2 separate regions of the Rattus norvegicus genome follow, and region 2 is linked to region 1. The links are chromatin contacts, called in public Hi-C maps. All regions are on one chromosome and are shown on one strand. The core of a region is the stretch at or near the end of the contact, and the rest is flanking DNA. Distances in the headings are between cores, read along the strand shown. Region 1 holds the start of Dhrs3 (dehydrogenase/reductase 3). Region 2 overlaps Vps13d (vacuolar protein sorting 13 homolog D).

The links. A called contact is a pair of places that touch in the nucleus more often than the background predicts.
Region 2: a contact with region 1 is called in a Hi-C map of liver, with 2.5 times the contacts expected there. The contact joins the enhancer-like site here to the promoter of Dhrs3 in region 1. A contact is called at or near these places in 5 of 12 Hi-C or Micro-C datasets (frontal cortex, kidney, liver and 2 more).

Annotation. Positions count from the first base shown.
Region 1 is chr5:162,027,888-162,034,551 of GRCr8, forward strand. Dhrs3 (dehydrogenase/reductase 3) reads left to right here and starts at 3,966. Exons shown (of 6, transcript NM_001037199.3): 1 at 3,966-4,459. The coding sequence starts at 4,265. The region is part of intron 1 of LOC103692519 (60S ribosomal protein L9 pseudogene); the gene reads left to right. It overlaps LOC102550246 (a long non-coding RNA gene), which reads right to left and starts at 2,969. Exons shown (of 2, transcript XR_354400.4): 1 at 2,830-2,969; 2 at 1-1,436.
Region 2 is chr5:162,121,398-162,128,061 of GRCr8, forward strand. It overlaps Vps13d (vacuolar protein sorting 13 homolog D), which reads right to left. Exons shown (of 70, transcript NM_001395589.1): 68 at 2,728-2,859. The region is part of intron 1 of LOC103692519 (60S ribosomal protein L9 pseudogene); the gene reads left to right. Among named protein-coding and RNA genes, the nearest start is that of Dhrs3, 93 kb to the left of the region's middle. Within about 2 kb of position 3,429, at least 15 of the 93 cell types and tissues checked have an H3K27ac peak or open chromatin away from gene starts, as enhancers often do. A contact at or near this core is called in liver, where this site is marked.

The DNA.
Region 1 (6,664 bases), core at 2,716-5,215:
AGGGTTTATTTCACGTCTACTTCTACATCATAGACTATCATCAAAGGAAGTTAGGACAGGACCCTAGAGGCAGGAGCTGATACAGAGTCCGTGGAGTGGGGCTACTTAGTACTGGCTTGCTCTCTATGGCTTGCTCAGCCTGCTATCTTATAGCATCCAAGACCACCAGCCCAGGGATGGCACCACCCACAAGGAGCTGGACCCTCCCACATCAATCAGCCTACAGCCTGATACTACGGAGATGATTTCTCCATTAAATTCTCTTTCTCTCAGATGACTCCAGTTTGTGTCAAGTTGGCACACACAGCAAGTGCTGTTACCCACCAAGAAACATCTCCCCAGTCCCTAGACAGCCTACGTAAGGCCAGCAACCTCTTTTCACTGTCCTTAATTGCAAACCAGCAAAGTTGGAAGGCAGCTCAGCCACAAGGTTAAAACTGGCCCTACAGGAGGGTTGTTTCTTGCACCTCCCCAGCTGTGCCCAGCCCCAGCAGGGCTGAGTCATGGAAAAGTTAGTTCTGCTCACTTCTCCCATCAAGCCCACAAAGGCTCCTTTCACGTTGTCAGCAGAGAAATGAAAAAAGTATGGGGCCCTCCGCCCAAGGCTGGGCTGCAAAATTTCAAACTTCCCTCTAGAGTCAGACGCTGTACCTCCTGTGTCAAGAAAGCAGAATGGACAAATAGCACATATCTCATACTACAGTGTTCTTATTGGAACCAGCCTACTTAACTGTGCATCCCTACCCTAGTGCTCCTCCATCCCTGTCTTCCTAGGAACTGAGGTGTGGGGAGGGGGCTGGATAGAGACAGTTACAGCTCATCTCTGGAAAGCTGATGCTGGAGGAAGCCTTAAGCTCACAGACACCAGGCCCGCAAAATCCACGTCCTGACAGTAGACCAAGTAGAAACAGGGCCATTCCTTATCCTAGACCAGACCCCTGGATCTGACAGTCCCTTTTGGAATTGCCTGGCAGGTTTTTGTTTGGTTGTTTGTTGAAGGGGTTGTTTTTCTTCTATTTTGAGTTGTTGTTGTTGTTGTTGTCGTCGTCGTCGTCGTCGTTGCTCCCCTCTGACTCCAGCTCAGACCCAACAGGGAGCAACCTGAACGAGTTACTTATATCTGTTGGGCCCAACTTCCTTTTTGCGTTGAGAGGGCATGTGACACCCACCTCCCCAGACCATTCAGGAAATTAGGGCACCTGTGAAAGTCCATTGGGGTTCGCAGTGTGTCTTTCCACCTCTGTCCCAAACACACACCTATGGGGACATGGACGGGGGTCGGTCCTGGTCACTCAGCTGGTCTGGCATCTGAAGCGAATGGGATGAATATGTGTCGTTCTTTGACTGGATGGATCTCTGGGTGTTAGTGACCTTTGCTCTGAAAGGAGGCTGTGATCTTTACAAGTCCTTAGCTTTACAAGGCTTGGGGTGTTCGCCTTAAATGGAGAGAGAGAAAGGCTCATTAGCCCCACCAGGGTGTTGAAAACTCTAGAAGCTTAGAGGTGCAGTGTTCCATATTAGCCACTAGGTGTCTCCAAGGATAAAAGATGAGTGCAGAAGCGCTGCAGAGTTTTGGGGTCTCCTCTAGTCTCCTACAGAGGCCTTAGCAACTACTGGGCGCCAAGAGTCTGACTCTCCCTGGCTGCCGTTTCTTTCCTGTTGTTTTATAGACCTGGAAGATGGGGAGAAATGGCCACCATGGTGGGGTGGGATCTAATGAAGGCAATGGCCGGCCCTTCGGACAGTCCTTTAAAAAGAAGAATGGAGCCTGCGGGGACTCTTCACTGCAGTCCTTGGCCAAGCCTGTCCTCCACCTCTCTCTTGCCTTCTTGCCAGAGTGGGGTGGGATAGGAAGAGAAATTAGGTCTGGATTGAATCCCTCCCTCCTGTACTTCCTGGCTGGGTAACCTGGGAAATGGGATGACAAAGTCCCCAAAGTGAGGTCAGCTAGAGGGCGGAATGTCAGACCAGATCACGGGAGAGTGGCTTCCTAGCCCCTTCATCCCTTTTGCTTCCACCAAAAACCGGGAGTTCTCAGGCCAACTTCTCCCCAAAACTACAGTAGTTGACAAAAGAGGAGGTGATCTCCACCACCTTCCCAAATCTGTACTTCTCAAAGGGATTTGTTCACACCCAGGCAGGGAATAGTAAAAGCACAGTTAGTTCCTTGTGCACCCAGGGCCTGCTGGATCAGTCTTTGGGGCTGAGGCCCAGGAGTCCCAGCCTGAACACGTCTAGGGCTGGAAAGGGCTGCCCCAGATTACAGGGCAGGCTCCCTGGCTGTCTCTCCCTCTCCCGCCCAGAGATGTGCAGAGGGGGCGGGCGGCAAGTCTCATCAGCACTTTTAACTGGGCCTGCTTCTCTGACTCACCTCCTAGACTTCCCGCAACAGGCAAGTCTAAATAGCTGGGTCCCTCCCTCCCAACAGGGAGACGTTCTTGCAAGGGGTGGGCAAGAGGTTACAAGGTGGGTGTCTAACAGGTCTGTGAAGGAAGGGCACCCAGAGAGGGGGCGAACTGAACAGTGGCATAGGTCTGAAGACGTGTTATTTACAGGCTTTTGTTATTAAGGAAATTGCTGTCAGTCAAGGTAATTCTAGCCCAGATAAGCAATAAATATGCTCCCAGCTAATCTTATGGGGATTTTATTGGCACCTGGGGTTAGAGGTTCCTTTACCCGGCTCCCCTTTCTCTCAAAGCAAAAATCCTGCTTCCAAGAGGTCCCTCTACTGCAACGTGAGAGACTTCACGTTGACACAACTTCAGATGCACACTCTTTGAAGGAAAAGGGGAATCAAGCGATGATGAAACGTTAACTTCCTGGTCCTACCTGGAGGCAGGAGGATGACCAAGTGACCTGAAATGAACCCTTGGCGACCCAATTGCAAGTTTCCCCTCGGCTTGCCCCGCCGCTCTGGGGTGGTCACCTGGCCCAGGCTGGGAGGAATGTCTGATCCTGTAAGCTGGCTTGCCTGAGTTGGTTGCGGCGTGTTCGAGTTCCGGCTGCGAGCCCTCGGGGACTAGGGCAGCAAGTCCCAGCTTGCAGAAAAGAGAAGCAAGTCCCAGGAGAGTGCAAGACGCAGCGAGACCGGGTGCGCGCCCAGGCGCGTGCCCCGCCACAGCGCAGGGGGAGGGGAAGTCGCCGCAGCCACTCAGAGGCACGGTAGTGAAGCCTCCCAACAACTTTAACTGTCAATCAGACTTAATGGGGTATTAAAAAAAAAAAAAAAAAGGAGGGGGCGCCCTTTAGGTCCTCCCCGCAGCTGCCCCGCGAACGAAGTAATACGGCGGTGCAAACTAGGACGTCCTATCCACGAGTGCTCCACAGTCCGGGCTCGTCCAAGTTGGAAAGAACAAAAAAGAAGGCAATAAATACTAAAGGGGAGGGGGGAAGAAAGAGGGAGCCACACCGAGCGGCAACTCCCAGCCCGGGCTGCAAGAGAGGGAGGAGAGAGCCCGAGAGAGCGGGCGCGCGCGAGGGCGAGCTGTGCACGGGAAGAAACTGACACCCGGACCCCCCACTTCTCCTGCACGGTGCTGGCAATCAGATCGCGTTTAAGCAATTTCCTGAGCCCAAGAATAGCAATGAGTCGGGAGACTTTCGCGGACTGAAATTGGGAGCTGCAATCACTCCCCAGGTTTTGTGTGTGGTGTTTTTGTGTGTGGTTTTTTAGGTTTTTTTTTTTTTCCATCCTTTCTTTTTCTGGAGAAAGTTGGAGGGGGCGCTACAATTGGGAAACAGCTTTTTTGTTTGTTTGTTTTTTTAATCTTGCACTTTGAAACCGCGGACTGTAGCTGTGTGCGCGCTTGTGGTTGGTGCTTTTTTTTTTTCCGTCCCTGGCCTTGCCTAAACTCCTCTGTCGGTCTGTAAACATTACCTGTGAATTTCCCGGCCGAAAGGCTGTTGGGGGCAAGAAACTTCTTGTTAAAACTTCCCACCCCTGGACTCCCCTCCGCCCCTCTCACCGTCCCAATCTTCTGAGACGCTTTTTTCCTCTCAACCAGAGCAGAGTTTTTTGTTTTTTGTTTTTTTTCTTTTTCTTGTTCTTCTTTTTCCCCCCATTTTTCCTCGCCCAGTCCTTTGCATCTGGAAAGAGATCAGTTCAAGGTTGGCCAGGTGGGACGCCTCTTTTTCTTTATTTAGTTTATTATTGTTTGGGGGTGTTTCTTTCTTTCCTTTTTTAATTCCTGTTTTGCTTAGTCCGGGGAGTTTTGTCCACCGCCTCCTACCTCCTCCCCCTGTGCCCGGCTCCGCCGCGCGGAGGATGGTGTGGAAATGGCTGGGCGCGCTGGTAGTGCTCCCTCTGCAAATGATCTATCTGGTAACCAAAGCAGCCGTGGGACTGGTGTTGCCCCCCAAGCTTCGGGACTTGTCGCGGGAGTCAGTCCTCATCACCGGCGGTGGGAGAGGCATCGGACGCCACCTCGCTCGGGAGTTCGCAGAGCGTGGCGCCAGAAAGGTACACGGCGTGGGGGCGGGGTGGCACTGCGACACCTGGAAGTGGGCTCTGAGGGTAAAGGGACTCTGGCTTGCGAGGAGGGGGAGGCGGTCGTGGGGGGTGCTCCCACCTGCTGCGGGTGCGGAAACCAGCGCCAACCATCTGAAAGTCTTAGGCCACCCACTCCTCGCATCACCTGGGACTGCGAAGCAAGTCGGTTTCAACCTTCGTAAATTTCCCGGGCACCGGACACTCTGTTTTGGCAGGCCCTGAGCTGCTTGGCTCCCCCAGGATTGGTATCTCGGTGGCTATTTACCCCTACCAACTACCACACCTCGGATACCCACAGATTCTGCCGCATAACTCCCTAAGGTGTAGTACCTCCCCCCCCCCCCCCGCGCGCCCTCTCTCTCTCTTTGCGGGTACCCTGCTGAGAGCGGTGTGTGCGCGCCCCTGGGTAGAGCTGGAAGCCAAGCCGCCTGCTAGCTTGCGCTTGGTATTTTGCTTGGCAACTCGCTGGCTAGTCCCAAGCTGAGAGGTTGCGCTCTGCAGGGACATAGAGGGGGTACTCGGTTCAGATTTGTAAAGGAGGGAGTTGACGTGGATGGTCTATCCCGGCTGAAAGACTGGGAGGCCCAGGTCCTTAAAATCCTGAAAGAGGAGTAGGGGGGAACCAGCCCCTGATAAAGAGCCCTTGTCCTCACCTTCAACCTTGACCCCCCCCCCACACTGGATTGGAAGGTAGCACTGTGCCCCACTGACCACTTCCTCTTATTATGTGGGTGACGCCAGTTCCCCTTGCTCCAGATTTTGGAGACGTGGTGTAGCAGTGTATTGGAGGGAGAGCCAGCTGTCACCCAACTTGCAACTGCAGACCAAGCTGACTCACCCAGTGGCAAGAGCAATGGAGAGGGATTTGAGGCCGGCAGGCCGGACTGTCTGCAGCCGGCCCGCGAGGCCCGCGAAGACGAAGAACAAACTAGGGAATTAGTTTGAAATTTAAACTGTTGCTAAGGAGGGGGGTGGGAGGACCAGGCTAGCCAGCTGATCTGACATGGAGCCGCATACCTTGGGGATTAGAGTAAACACGCTCTGTGGAAAGCCAAACCTTCATGTAATTCCAGGTTGCTTTTGTTTTGTTAAATACCGCCCTGAGATTTACAATTCCTTTGGTGGCTGGGACTGAACTTTGGAGTCTGAACCTTCATCCAAAGCTGATTGCCCATTAACTCTCCCCTGGCCAGGCTGTTCTAGCACAGCTGGGGCCGGGGTCCTCCAGCTGTCCAGGGCTCCTGAATCTCCTTGGGTGGTTTGGACAGCTGTTTAACCTTGCCTTTGGAAGGGGAGTTCAGAAGTGTTTTTAACCCTTGGAGTTGCTGGGAAATAAGGGTTGTTCTCACCAGTTTCTCTTCTGGGGAGGGGGGGTGCAGAGTAGGGTCTCCGTGGAACTCTTCCAAAGCTCTTTGTTGGGGGGATACCAAGAAGACAGAGAAGGGGACCCTCTTCAAGGGGATACTTGGGGACTGTTGCTTATGCTTGACACAGTGTGTGTCTCCGTTGCCTGAATCTTCCAGCTGGCTCTGGTCCTGCCGCTCTTCCACTGTGCTTGTGGCAGACTGCAGTAGCTTATGAGAAAGGCTTTGTCAATCTGGAAAAACTTGACCGACTGTAAACAATCCTAAATTAAAGGCAGAAGTAGGCTGGCTGGGGGGGAGGGGGCATGAGTGCCGAGTGGATCCGACAGGTTCATACGCTGGAAGGCACAACCCCACCTATCTTGGAAAAGACAAGCTTTTCCAGGGAATGAGCCCAGGCTGATGAGAAATAGGCCTTTAATTGGTGGCACAGTCACCCAAAAGAAAACCGGGGTGGGGGGGACTCCTGATGCCATTCACTTGGCTGGAAGAATAACCCCCACCCTCCCAGAGCTCCCTGGAATTATAACCATGTGCAGTTACTGGAGCCACTGCATTCAGTAAGTCTTTTTCCAGGTCTTTCCGTGGGAAGGGGGACTCCTATCCTCTTAGCTGAGTGCAACTGGGGCCAGTGTAGGGACAACCCCCAGACCCAGGAGTGTTTAGGGCCCTGTAGGCTTGACAACAAAGGGTTGAATGCTATGGGGGTTGGAAGTTTGCAGTTAAGTTGATTGGGGGCACAGGTGTGAATTAGGCACTGGGGGTTGGCCTAGGAGTGTGGGAGGAAGCCAGGAGAGGTCAGTGGTGTCCC
Region 2 (6,664 bases), core at 2,179-4,678, 93 kb after region 1:
CTAGGAGACAAGCACCTAAGGAGAAAAACCTGAAGTTTACAAGCCCCCCACCCCCACCCCTCCTAAATATTCCTTTCTGTCTAAATGATGAAAGAACTCAGGGACCAAGCTGCTGAGCACGGCGGCTTCTGGATCACAAATCCAGAATCGTCTTTGTGCCTGCAATCTGAATGGACCAACTTGATAAGATATTAGAAACAAAGTGGATATTCATAAAAGACAAACAAACAAAAACATCCAAAGGGTGACTGCTAGCCACAAACTAGGCATTGTTCGGAAAAGTTAACCACACAGAGTAAGTGTTACTTTAAGATCATCTTCACACAGGATCCTGATTTAAGATGGAGGGAACAGGAAGTAAAAGAGGCGCACGGCATTGATGAGCCTGCGATGGAGACTTAGCAGACCTTGAATTGGATGTCAGTGACAATCCGTTCAGTACTGTTTAATTAAATGGAAAAAAACTCCACAAAACTAAATGCAACTTGATGTGGGAGATCAAAGTTGACGCTGCTGTGGTGCTGGGGGACTTTGTGGGGTTTTCACTCCATCAGGAAGTAATTACACAATATTTTCCAGAAGTGAAACAGTGAGTCTAACTGGAAAAAAATGTGGAAACATTTAGTTAGAACAGTAGAGCAAGGTATTAAAGACCCCTTTAACGGGTTAACTCTGAGGGGAATATGCAAATAATTAGGTCTTTAAACATGCTTTTAATTACACATCTAGGATAAAAGTCAGAGGTAGAAGTCAGCACCCGTGTTTTTCCTGAGAACGCCCTTCCTGCAGAGGGATGACTGGACCACTCACACAGCCCGGAGTACAGGCTGATAACAGAGGACACTCCGAGCCGAGTCTGCTAGAGCCCCTGGTGACCTCTCCTATATGCCCAGGAGACTGAGGTCACATGCCTCCCTCACCACCCACTGGCCAGGCTCCACCTTCAGAGTGGGAGGAGATACAAGGTCTTCATCTTCAAAATTAAAATTCAGCCAGCAACTGTGCCCAGATCACATGAACTTCAAGTGTTTGGTGAAACTCATTTTGCTGATTTCATCCTGACTGCTGGCCTTAGTTCACTGGCTTGTTTCCAGGGTGTGTACCATGTGGGCAGCAACTCCATGGTGCCTGGACTATACAATATGTCCACAGTGTTTTTCTGGCCTTATTGTCATTCTATTATAAATGAATCTTGTTGGGAAGTACAAGGGATGGTTTGGATCGAATAGAGGTAAGTTAGCAAAGAATTTAAGATTTAACACACAAAGATCTGTAATTTTACTTAGCCCACCCTCCTTTTTGAGACAGGGATGCCAGGCTGAGTATGGAAGGTAGCTGAGGCTGACTTTGAACTTGTGATCCTCCTGCCTCCATTTCCTGAGTGCAAATGCTACTACTCTTGGTTCACACAGTGCTGGGGATGGAACCTGGGGCTCTGAGCATGCTAAGCAAACATTCTACCAGCTTAGCTACATCTCTCACCCCTCACTTAACCCTTGATAGTCCCCCTAAATCCTCATGGGATATGAAAAATGGGACGTGTGTAAACACAGATATTGAACTGCAGCTTTCCAGCTGAGTTTACTGACTGATCTGAGTTCCAGGCACTATTCTAGGTTCAGAGGGTTCTCCAGTGAGTGGGACACCCTAGCCATCACTGGCTGCCATTCTAGTACAGTCTATATCATGTTGCCTGGCCGAGAAATGACTCTTTAGGTCTAAGTCTGAGGCCCAAGATCTCATCAATGATGTAGTTTATGGGACGATCTTAATCCTCTTAGCCTCAGAAATGAGGAAGTTTCTGTTGTTGAAGTCACTCAGTCTGTGCAGCATGTTGTTATGGTAGGCTCAAGGTAGAACAGGCTCAAGGGAAGACTCGCACAGCGTTATTTAGAGACATTCCAATGATACCAAGGCAAGATACACTTAGGGAGACCCCATATCCCATCTCTAAAATTCTAGACTTCATTTTCTATGTCCTCATTCAAACAAGATATGAAATGGGGAATGAGTCTTCTTGTACTGTCTCAACCAATGATACTGAAGGACACCCCCAGGAGCTAATCTTCCCCTGAACTCTTCCACCAGCCAGCAATATCCACAATGCCAGAACCTCCCTAGCTTGCTTCACTTTAGAGGACACACATTACACCAGGGCATTTCTACACCCCAAATTCAGTCCTCTCACATTTGGTCAAGTCACAGAGCACCTACATTCATTCTGAGGATTTCCACAAAATAGTGCCAGAGACTGCCATGGCTACCATGTCAGCTAAGAATAATCTCACTAGCTGAAAATGTGTAAGAGTGACAAAATAATTAAGAAAACTGCATTTCCAGAATATTCAAAGGGTAATAATTTGCTACTTGGTTTCAGTTTGTTAGCATTCTCTAGCAAACACTAGATACTAAAGTTAAAAAAAAAATTATGGGACAAAAATCCCTTAAGACTGAGAATATCTCATGCACTGGCCGCTCTGAACTGACTACCGAGACTGATAGCGCAGAGACAACATAGCAAGGTCTGCTCTGGAGCAGGCTGGGAGCCGCAGGCTGAGCCACTCCCTCTGGTAATGACCATTTACAACCTGCCATTTAGGACAAGTGATTCTTTAGTCTCTTCCAGGGTTGTGTCAGCATGAGGCTCCTGGCCCATAGGAAAATTTCTCAAAGACAGAGGAGGCAACACAGTAGACCAATGGGCTGTTTCTCCACCTCCCCACTTACAACTCGTCCTGGATGTTGTCTGTTAACTTGAAGAGCTGTTCCTGTCCTTCTGCCTGGCTCTCAGAATATCGAGGAAGCAGCCCCTGGGGTCCAGTGCAGCAACGTGGTTTCCGAACCCTCTGGGCTTGGGTCCTAGAAGGGCAAATGGACAAGAAGAGGTTAAAGTGTCATAGTTACAAAGATTTTCCCTCCTCATTTAAAAAGGCATTGCTTAATAGACAGGATCCAGTTGCTGTAGGCCCGTGTGGTCTATCCTGCCCACTGTGAATTCAGACTGGACTTCACAATCTGGGCTATAAGATTATTACGATGCTCAATCAGCTAACTTCCTCAGCTGTCCATTTCACTTTCTGTGTAATGGGATGACACAACCTACCTGTTGGCTGGGAAATCAAGAAAAGTGCTCACTGGGCTTCTGCTAGAGAGCATAGATTGCCTACACCATGGCTATTTACGATGATTATCATGAGCCTCCCTGTGGCCCACACCATTTTGCTAGGGATCCCTTTGGGGCGGTCCTCTGGGGACATGCAATGGGTTCAGGAAGAACACAGCAGGGCCCTAGGCTTTAGTGTGAATCTGCTATGCTGCCAGGCTCCTGTGGTGTGAGCTCAGTCTCCCTGGTAAAGGGTAAGGAATGCAGCAGCCACGTGAGGGGACTAGTCCCAGGCCACAGGAGCAGCCCTAACTCATGCCCTTGGCTGTTGGTTGCCTAAAGGAATCTGCTTTGCTATGGCTTTCAGGGTCGGCTGCTGTTGTCTTTCTCCACCAACCATAGACAGGATAATTGATAAATACTTTTTGGTGTTTTCCTAGAAACAGGAGTCCATATTTGTCTTGGACAGACAGCACATACTTCAGATGACTGATAAGAGTGTCCTGGGTCTGTCCTTAGCCGTGTACTTGCTGTACTTTTTATTATTTGTTCCTGGAACCCACTGAAGCAAAACATCCCTCTCTAGACATACCTCAAAGAGGGGAACAGGCAGCCACACTGAATCAGCACTTTAGAACCACGTACTAGTGGTAGTGGAGACAGACTAACCAGGAAGAAGTCCTCTGTAGGGCAAGTCTGGGCAGGATCCTGGAAACAGAAGTCTGGAACTGCTATAGGCTATCTGCAGCGCTACGATCACTGCAAGTGTTTCTGCACATGGGTTAGTCTGAGTTCACCAGGTTGTGGGTCCAGATGCCATGGGGGTGAAGGGGTGGGGGAGGTGTATGTGTGTGATAGTTCTTAGGAAGCCAGAGGGTCTCCCACTCCCAGACAATTCTCAAACATTTAGGTGTGAGGGCACTTAGGTCCTCTGGCTGTGTTTTCAGGAGTGACTTGCATGAGGGACTGGGCAATGGGTTGGTTCCATTTATAGAACATATTTACATATTCCTACTATGCTTAGTCTCCATTCCTCTTTCAAGGTTTAGGCTTACTAATGTGCTTACCACCAAGTTCCCCCAAAAGCAGGAATGGTGGTGTTGGCAGACATTGTGAGTCCACCAGGAGAGGAACTTCATAACTGTTAATCTATGGATGCTAGCAGATCACCATATGCAAGGGGCCCGCAGGAAGGGGCTGGGTGGGCTTTCCAGATGGCCTGTCCTAGTTTCCTGGTCTGGTGAAATAATCACTATCATTTCACTGTCTAGACTGATCAATAACATGTCTTCCCCAAGGCAATCCCATGGTTCTCTTGCCTAAGAGGCTTCTGAGCATCATCTCTTCTTTCTAGAGAAAGGTCCAAGGTGACTATGTCTAGTCCACTAGGGAAGCAAAGACCAGATATGAAACCTTAACCTTTGTGGATATGTGTCCTGTTCCTTTCTTCTTTTTTTTTTTTGGAGCTGGGGACCGAACCCAGGGCCTTGCGCTTCCTAGGCAAGCGCTCTACCGCTGAGCTAAATCCCCAACCCCATCCTGTTCCTTTCAAGATACCAGCTTTCCGTAGTGCATAATAGCAGGGTAAGGGAAAAACTGACTGTGAGCTTTCCATCCCTCTGAAGGAACCGATAAAGACTGGCAAACCAATGAAAGGTGGCAGGCTTCTGCTCCTGAGCTCCTAGAAGTCACACCAACTGCAGGCCAGCTTAAAACGGAAGAAAGTGTACAGCATGTCACCATAAAGTTTATTCCCTGGCTTAGTGGCTTCCTCTGGAGCCCTTTCTCAAACTTTATCTCCACTCACAATATATTTATCTAGCCTTCAAACTATAACCCCACACACAGGTCCATCCAGGATGAGCAGGGAAAGCAGCTCCCTTACGGGCATGTCCATATACCTATGTGCTATGCTTATCTTTCCCCCAATTTTCTGCAGAGGGCAAACTACCCCCAATTTTAAGGTCCTCTTTTGGTGGTCTATTAAATACCAAGAGCTAGGCTGGACTCATTGCCTAGTGCTGGGGCCTATAGGAACTCACTGTGATGTGCAAAACTCATGTTCATGTCAATATGATATACAAAGGAAACCGCACAGCCTCTCCTTATAAACCTAGCTCAAAGAGAGGGCAAGCTGTGTAAATGAGGGGCTCCCCACAGAGGGGTGATTTGAGAGTATTCTTTAGAAAGGTGAGAGGCAGATTAAAGGTCCTCTTCCTCATCCTTCTACAATGTTGAGTCAGTAACTAAAGCTAGATTTTCTTCACTAAAACACAACTAAGATTTCAAGTTCTCACGTCCAGGTTGGTAGTTTGTGAGCACGGTTTGGGGATGGTGTGTAAAGCCACTGTGAGAACAAATCTGCACTCAAGCTTGGTTAATAACAACAGCGGCGGCGGCAGTGGCGGCAACCACCACCTCCACCACCAAAGATAAGCAAATGTTTCCAAACCCAGGAGCTGGTACAAAGGTTATGCGGTGACCTTCACTGGGGAAAAGAGACTACTGTGTGGTAGCAGTGTCCTCATCGTCATCTGTATGAGTCTGTAGACACAGACACACATATGTAACTGACTGGCTGCTAAGTCACCCTCTTTTGTCCCCGTGAGCCAGGCACTGGGAGGAAGACATTAGGATGGCTTTCTCAGGCTCTGTTCAGGGCCTGCCACCATCACTGGCCTCTTTCTTTATTTGAACAAATAATCGCTAGCCGCACTGCTGAGCACAGCTTGGGTCTTTTGCGTGCAGACACCCACTCTTCTCTTGGCACAGCTCTGATCCCGCATCTTGTGTCTATTGCCCATGTCCTTTCTTAGGCTTTCTTCCCACACTTCAGAGTGTGCTCTGGCACACCAGTGTTGTCTGTGGTCTCCAACCATGTGGGTAATTGCAGATGCCACTGTCCATTGAGAGGGTTCAGCCATTCCCTTGGGCAGCTGGAATTCACCCGTGTCTGTTTCCTAATACCCCATAGTATGAATATCTCAGTGCTGGCCCAAGTGATGTGGCTATGAATATTCTTGTGCATTTGAACAACAAATGTAATAATAATACACATTTCATATTATTTAGATACACACATTTGCATACATGCACGCACCCTTTCTGCCAGATTTCAGGATACTAAAGTTTGTTGAAGAGGAAAATTTTAGCTTCTTTTAAAGGGGTGAAACCATTTTGTACTCCCACCATGATGCAGTAGAAAAACATAACTATCCACATCCCTTTCAATGCGTGGTACTGTCTAGGGCAGCACTGATTACTATGCTGTCTCTGCCACATGGCTACAGAGCATGTGAGATGTGGCCAGTGTAACAAAAGAATCAAATTTCAAATTTACTTTCACACGAGAACCTGTCTCAAAACAAGCAGACAAAGGAAAGGGAAAGGAACGTCGGGGGTGTGGCATATGCCCAGCATTCAGGAACCAGAAGTGGTGGCAGGGGGTTGGGGGATAGGGTGTCAGTAATTCAAGGCAAGCCCAAGTTAATAGCAAATTAAAGGCTAGTCTGGACTACAGAAGATCCTGTCTCAAAAGATAGAAACAAAACGAAATTAAAT